2 separate regions of the Sus scrofa genome follow, and region 1 is linked to region 2. Evidence: chromatin contacts called from public Hi-C data. All regions are on one chromosome and are shown on one strand. The core of a region is the stretch at or near the end of the contact, and the rest is flanking DNA. Distances in the headings are between cores, read along the strand shown.

Region 1 (3,790 bases), core at 876-3,375, 81 kb after region 2:
TAGAGGGAAGCCACTGGTTTACCTGGGAAGATTCTTACAAGAACAAGAAGTAAACTTTTATAGTGATAAGCCATTGAAAGTTCTGGGTTTGATGCAGTGGTTCACATTGCCCTAGTTATCACACTGAAGGGTGAAAGAAAATGGGGGGCAACAGAAGTGATGAGAGATATCAGAAAGCATGAGATGCTGGATTCAGAAATTCACAAAGACATTCCATCTTAACTGAGAAGAACCTGGAAGAAAATAGATCAGACTTTGTTTTCAGGGACCAAAGGGGCTGACACAGACAGCATCCCAGACACCATGCCCTCCCCCATCCCATCTTCACTCAACCACTAAATCAAGTCACCTCAGTAAACATTTTTTACAGTATCTGCTTCTCTCCATTCCTGCTGCCAGCCAGATCCCCAGGCTGAGTCATCTTTATCTTTTGGTTGAATTATTGCAGAAACTGACTTGTCTATGCTAGCCACCCTCCTCCCCTGCCAGTCACTGGTCTATTTTCCATTATGTGGCCAGAATCATCCTTGTAACACATGAATCAGGTTAGGACCCACCTCCCCACCACCCAGCTAGAAACCTTTCAGTTAATTCTTGAATTGATTATATTAAGTCCAATCTCCTTCACATGATATTATCTAGCCCTGTGCGATATGTCCTCCTTTTCAGGTCTCATCTCAGGGCTCTATTCTTCAGCCATTGTGAACTTCTTTTGGCTCCCTGAGTGGGTCATGCCTGTCTTGCTTCTTAGCCATTGCATAGGACACTCCTATGTCCTGAAATGTCCTTGTTCCCTCCCAATAGCTTGACTCTCACTCACTTTTGCTGTCACCTTTTCTGGGAAGGCTTCCCTGGTGCTCTCAAACTGGATTAGCTTCTTAGGTTCTTTTTGACCTTAGTACCCTATACAATCCCCCACCCCCAACCCACAGGACTTTCATGCCCTGCTTGTCATTCTATCAGTACCTTCTGCTAAGATGGTCCTTGAGGGCAAGAACACCTCATTCCCTGGTCAATCTGAGCACTTCTCAGGTGCTTGGCAGAGTTGGCACTTGAAAAATACTTCTGCAACTAGAGCTTCTCATACTAAGGGAGATAAGTCAGAAAGAGAAAGACAAATACCATATGATATCACTTATATGTAGAATCTAAAGTATGGCACAAATGAACCTACAGAACATAAACAGACAAGCAGACATGGAGAACAGATTTATGGCTGCCAAGGGGGAGGAGGAGGGAGTTTGGGATTAGATACAAACTATTACATTTAGAATGAATAAGCAATGAAGTCCTGCTATAGAGCACAGGGAATTATATCCCATAACTTGGGATAGAACGTGATAGGAAATGGTATGAGAAAAGCAATGTATATATGTGTGTATGACTGGCTCAACATGCTTATAGCAGAAATTGGCACAACACTCTAATTCAACCAGAATTTTAAAATACTTTTTTCAAAAAGGATGTGTTTGGAGGTAGGGGTTGGTTGGTTGGGATGGACACAGTCCTGTAAAACCCTGTGAAAGATCTTGACATAAGGGAGTAAAAGCAATACTGGCCGACTATTAGTGAAAATACACTTTTTAAAATTTTGTCTTAAATATCTTTTAACATATGAAATCCCAAAGTTGCTGTGTTTGGCTGTTTTAAAGGATTTCATTAATTTAATCAAGGAGGGTGAGTTGACAAGCCAGCACATTTCACTCATTCTCTGCAAGTCAGGACTTGAAGAAACTTGGCTGTTTGGTCATGAGGAATGAAGCAAAATGCTCATGGGGCTAAGCTCTTGGCTCTGGAGTCCAGGATGTCTCGGCTGGGTACTGTCATAAGATTTACCAGCCATGTGACCTTAGTTAGTGAAATAATGTTTCTGCAATCCTTAGCACAGTGTCTGGTAGATAAAAGAGCTCAACAGCTGGTAGCAATAATTATTGTTCTTTGCTACAAAAATTAATTTTATCATCATCCTGCCGTAATATTGTCATAGCTCATGATGAAGACATCACGGGTTGTGGTGGTGGGGGGTGTTATACACTGTGTGCAGGAAAATTAACCAACAGAGACCAGCCCTATGAGATCATCAGGGAAAACCTACTTCTCCTCATTGGACAGACAAGAAAACCCATACTCAGCAAAGTGGGGAGACCTGCTCCCAGTCACGTAGCCAGGAAAGGCAGAGCTGAGAGTCAGACCAGAACTTCTGATCACAAAGCCAGTTCTCTTTCCACCACATTGCACGGCCTCTGGGCGTGAGTACTTCCAGGTCCTAATGGCTTCCAAGTCTCTAAGATCAAATAGGACACAGGCACACTGGGACTGGCTGTTCCCCTGCCTCCATTCATAGGTGCTTGGGATCACAGGCCCCCAGGGCATTCTGCCCAGGCTGCAGCACACATGGATGTGGCTCTTCTCCCCAGGCTTTCCTCTGCCAAGAGGACGGACCAGCTCCCATGGAGACCAAAGTAGCCTTTGACAGAGTAGCTGCTGCATCTCCCCTGGGACTAGGCTGGGAAAGCCTGCTTCCCTCCGTGCTCCAGATGCCAGAGAGGCTTGGTAGATGTGGACCAGGGAAACTGAATAATCCTTCCACTTGAGTGAACAGCAGGACCTGCTACGTCCCTGAAGTCCAGTTCTCTGGGCAAATTGCCAAAGCAGAAACAAAGTACTCAGAAGTCATAGATTGTCCAAGCTCAATGGGACCTGAGGCCTCCTCTTAGTCTCAACTATTTACTTTGTAGAGGAGAAAATCTGAGCATAGAAATGAACAGGAACAAATATATAGGCTTTGATAGTGGTGGTGGTGGTTGGGGTGTCCTCAGTCCCATTCCACTGTCCTTTCTATCACACTGACATGTGTCTTTATGAAGTGTAATTGCAACTGGATTCCCCTTATGGAGATGAACAGCCTCTGACATATAAACCTGCTTGGACATTTTCCAGCACAATCTGGAGCCATTTTTGATACAGGTCACCTTTAGGGATCTCTAACACCGCCTCCAGATGGGATGGGGTCCCGGTCTTTGGGGGATTTGTTTAACAGGAGGCCTAAGAAGTCACATAGAGGTGTGGATAATTCTAGAGCTGTTTCAGGAATGGTGCTCATCACTGGCTTCTCAGTGTGCAGAGAAAGGCACTGGATAGCAAAATTTTTGGTAGGATCTGTGAGTCAGGCCGAAAGACAAAACCAGGGGAATGTCTATCAGGCATCCAGTTGTAGAGGATAGTTATTAAGTGAAGAGTTAGAGAATGAACATTGCCCTGGGAACCTGCCTTAACCATAGCCCAACCCCTCCACTTGTGGGAGACAAATCTTAAAGGGACCAAATTGGGTTGATCAGTTTCTGGGAGCTGGGATGTCTTCAAAGTCCTATAATATATTGATGTCTCATATGACGTCCCTGAACCATTATTTGCTCCAATCAGACAGATAAAGCAAAGGCACATCTAAGGTCTTCCATTCTTCACAGTATCCAAGACCTAAATTAGTGATAGGTAGCTAATACCTTAGGTATAGCAGTGCTGTGCCAGAGGGCTAAAAGGGGTCTCTCTTTAGCAGAGAACTATTCACAATTAATGGAAAGTTGAAAGGAGGGCTAAAGGGTATATCTTTAGCAGAGAACCATTCACAATTAATGGAGAACTGAAAGTAGACACAAAGGGGAAAACTGCCATCTCTTGTGAGCATATTTATATTATATTCCATTTAAGGCAGGAGACAGCACTTAATTTTTTTTTCATTCTTAAGCCTCCTTTATTGTCCTTGGTACCTAATACATGCAAGAGACTGAGT
Region 2 (3,966 bases), core at 416-2,915:
AATATTGCCACCCTGACAGTGGATCAAACACCCCCAAATTTGTTCTTGAGAAAAATAACTCGTTTGTTGAAATTATGGAATAGGTGGTTGTTACTGTTGTCACTTGCAAACAAAATCATTCCCCAGTGAAGAAGTTCTGTGGTATATTCTGTATGGCTACTGATTTTATTGAATATGTGTTCTGTAGCTATTGAGATGATAATACACACTTGCTCTTGTAGTCTAATTATTAATGTGGATGAACTACATTAATAAAATTTTAAATCACAAAAAAGTTATGTGGCATAAATATAGATGTCAGGAAACACTCTTTATGGATCAGAGAGTGATTCTCAGATCTTCCATGGGCAGAGGACACAAGATAGCTGTTGAAATGGGGAGATATTCAAGCTACCCTCGAGCCTTGAAAAAGAGAGGAGAGCCCTTTTTGTGCCAGGACACACCTGTCCTAGACTGAGTTAACTCAATGAATTAATTTTACTAGTTTTTTTTAGTAATCTCTTATTAAATGCTTGGTAATTTTCTAGGCGTTGGGAATAGATTGGAAAGACGGAGGAGATGTTGGTTCTCATGAAGTTAACTTTCTAAATGGAAAATGTGCAATAAACCAGAAACAAATTAACAGAGTCATTCCAGATACTGAGAAGTTCTATATGAAATAGGAAACAGAGTGTTATGGTAGTTCGAGAGGGTGTATGCATGGAGACTTAAGAAAGTGGTCCTACTGTACAGCAGAGGGAACTATATCTAATCTCTTAGGATAGGACATGATGGAAGATAAAAAAATTTTAAGGAGTTCCCGTTGTGGCGTAGTGGTTAACGAATCTGACTAGAAACCATGAGGTTGCGGGTTCGGTCCCTGCCCTTGCTCAGTGGGTTAACGATCCGGTGTTGCTGTGAGCTGTGGTGTAGGTTGCAGACGTGGCTCGGATCCCACGTTGCTGTGGCTCTGGCGTAGGCCAGTGGCTACAGCTCCGATTCGACCCCTAGCCTGGGAACCTCCATATGCCGCGGAGCGGCCCAAGAAATAGCAAAAAAAAAAAAAAAAAAAAAAAAAAATTTTTTTAAAGCAAAAAAGGAACATAACAATAAATTATCAGAAAATGAAAAAAAATACTGATATTTGAAATGAAACTTGAATTGCAGAAAGGAGTCAGTTGTGCTGAGAGCTGGGGCCCAAGCTTTCAGAAGGGAGCAGCCAGTGCAGAGGCCCTTAGGGATGAGCACAGCCTGCTAGAGACACAAAATTGTTAATGGATGGGTGGCGCATGGTCATTCAGGAGGCCACCCATGCTCATCTCATTGTAACTGTCCTGACCACTCAGCTCCCGGGCCTTATGATGCATCTCAGGTCACTGACGAGGTTCCATGTTGCTTAGGTGACCAATCCCATTGTCTGCCTCAGGCTGACAGGCGGTATGGCTGGGTGGGGGATGGACTATGTAATAGACTGTGATCAGTGACCAGTTGTGCCCTTTGACTTGAGAATGGACCCATCATTCTCACTCACATCATATCAGCTCCTGAGGGGCTGGCTTCCATGGAATGGGTCAGCCCCATTCCAAGGGGCCAGCAGAGCACACAGCTGCTTTAGGACCACACTCCAGTCACTCCCTCAAGTTACACCTGCCACATTTGACATGTCTCCCTGCAGGAAGGCCAAAGCAGAGAGGCAGAATGTCTGGGAGGGCCCCTGGCCCTGGCTCCCAGCCTGATATGGCAGGTCATACCCAACATCATTTCAAGTGATACTTATCCGTGCAGCAGTCACATGAGATCCTAGGGCTGGAAGCTCCCTCAAAGGCCATCCTGTCCTGCATTCCTTATGTGTCTGGCATTACCCAGAACAAAAGCATTGGAATGCCACCACCCCCACTTCCAACAGATTGCCTGCTAAACCAGATAGCCACCGAGTTCCAGTACAGAATCCCGTTCTCCTTAACACTTGAACTTGGGGGCGGTTAATTATATCTCAGAGCTGTTAGATTTTCCTATGGGTCCTGTGAGATTGGTGGGACCCTATGAATGTGTTCAGCTTAGAAAGGTAAGGTGGCCCAGAAGTAGCCAGACTACCATTTAAAAACTTTGGTTCACTCCCCCGAAATCTGGGATGAGATGAATCACAAAATAGCAGAGTTGGAAGACACTTTGGTAATTAATATCCACCTCTCATAGATTGGAAAAAAAGAAAAATGACTTGACCAAGGTTAATATTAATTCTACAATAGGAGGCTTTTAGGGATCCATATTGGTCTTTCATGGGTGTTTATAGCATTTTGTTGTCAGATGCTGCTTTGCCTTATGGAACAAAGGAAAACAAACCTCTTGGGTCAGCCATCTGCATGCATATAATCATAGTTCTCTGTGCTTCTACCTCACTATCCTATTTCGCATGTGCTCTTTTTCTCATTTTATAGACAAGGAAAATTAATCCATGTGGTTAGTAAGTGGCAGTACTGAACTCAAACTTGAGCCTTCTGACTTTTATATCATTTCTAAGTCCATCTCCACTTTCATTCTCTAGGAGTTGAGGGGCATAAGAGAAATTAGTCATGATTTAGGTCAGGTAGAATACCAGAAGCCCTGAGGCAGATGTTCTAGGTTTCTGTGAGCCCTAAGAAGGATTCTGATTTTGAACAAACCATTGTCGCCTTCACTAGCTTGTGAATGCTTTCCTCTTATAGCCCTTGTATCTGAAGCAGAGACCCCATGACTCCTAACATAACATGGTGCTATTGTTTCAACAGCTGCCTCCACTTACTTTATTTATTTATTTATTTTTACCTTTTATTTATTTATTTTTCTACTGTATAGCATGATGACCCAGTTACACACACATGTATACATTCTTTTTTCTCACATTATCATGCTCCATTATAAGTGACTAGACAGAGTTCCCAGTGCTACACAGCAGGATCTCATTACCAACCCATTCCAAAGGCAGTAGTCTGTATCTATTAAGCTCCCAATCCATCCCACTCCCTCCCCTGTCCCCTTGGCAACCACAAGTCTATTCTCGAAGTTCATGATTTTCTTTTCTGTGGAAAGTTTCACTTGTGCTGTATATTAGATTCCAGATATAAGTGATATCATATAGCATTTGTCTTTCTCTTTCTTTTTTTTTTTTTTTTTGTCTTTTTGCCTTTTCTAGGGCCACTCCCACGGCACATGGAGGTTCCCAGGCTAGGGGTCCAGTCAGAGCTGTAGCCGCTGGCCTATACCAGAGCCACAGCAACTCGGGATCCGAGCCGCATCTGCAACCTACACCACAGCTCACAGCAATGCCAGATCCTCAACCCACTGAGCAAGGCCGGGGATCGAACCTGCAACCTCATTGTTCCTAGTCAGATTTGTTAAGGACTGCACCATGACGGGAACTCCCTCTCTTTCTGACTTACTTCACTTAGTATGAGAGTCTCTAGTTCCATCCATGTTGCTGCAAATGGCATTATTTTGTTCTTTTTTATGGCTGAATAGTAGTCCACTGTGTATATGTGTGTGTGTGTGTGTGTATATATATATATATATATATATATATATATCACATCCTCCTAATCTAGTCATCTGTTGATGGACACTTGGGTTGTTTCCATGTCTTGGCTATTATGAATAGTGCTGCAATGAACATGTGGGTGCATGCATCTTTTTTAAGGAAAGTTTTGTCCAGATATATGCCCAAGAGTGGGATTGCTGGGTCATATGGTAGTTCTATGTATAGTTTTCTAAAGTAGCTCCATACTGTTCTCCTTAGAACATAAAATGGGAAAAAGATAGTCTTTTCAGCATGTATTGCTGGGAAACCTGGAGAACCATATGAAAATCAATGAAACTAGAACACACACTCACACCATGCACAAAACTAAACTCAAAATGGCTGAAAGACTTAAATATAAGACAAGACACCATCAAACTCTTAGAAGAGAACATAGGCAAAACATTCTCTGACATCAACCTTACAAATGTTTT

Evidence for each region. A called contact is a pair of places that touch in the nucleus more often than the background predicts.
Region 1: a contact with region 2 is called in a Hi-C map of heart right ventricle, with 3 times the contacts expected there. The contact joins two enhancer-like sites. A contact is called at or near these places in 1 of 47 Hi-C or Micro-C datasets (heart right ventricle) and 1 of 2 datasets of contacts at active chromatin or transcription factors (skeletal muscle).

Annotation. Positions count from the first base shown.
Region 1 is chr1:219,408,621-219,412,410 of Sscrofa11.1, forward strand. No RefSeq gene overlaps it. Among named protein-coding and RNA genes, the nearest start is that of VLDLR, 200 kb to the left of the region's middle. Within about 2 kb of position 2,126, at least 14 of the 83 cell types and tissues checked have an H3K27ac peak or open chromatin away from gene starts, as enhancers often do.
Region 2 is chr1:219,328,381-219,332,346 of Sscrofa11.1, forward strand. All of the region lies in intron 3 of LOC100737021 (a long non-coding RNA gene), which reads left to right. Among named protein-coding and RNA genes, the nearest start is that of VLDLR, 120 kb to the left of the region's middle. Within about 2 kb of position 1,666, at least 2 of the 83 cell types and tissues checked have an H3K27ac peak or open chromatin away from gene starts, as enhancers often do.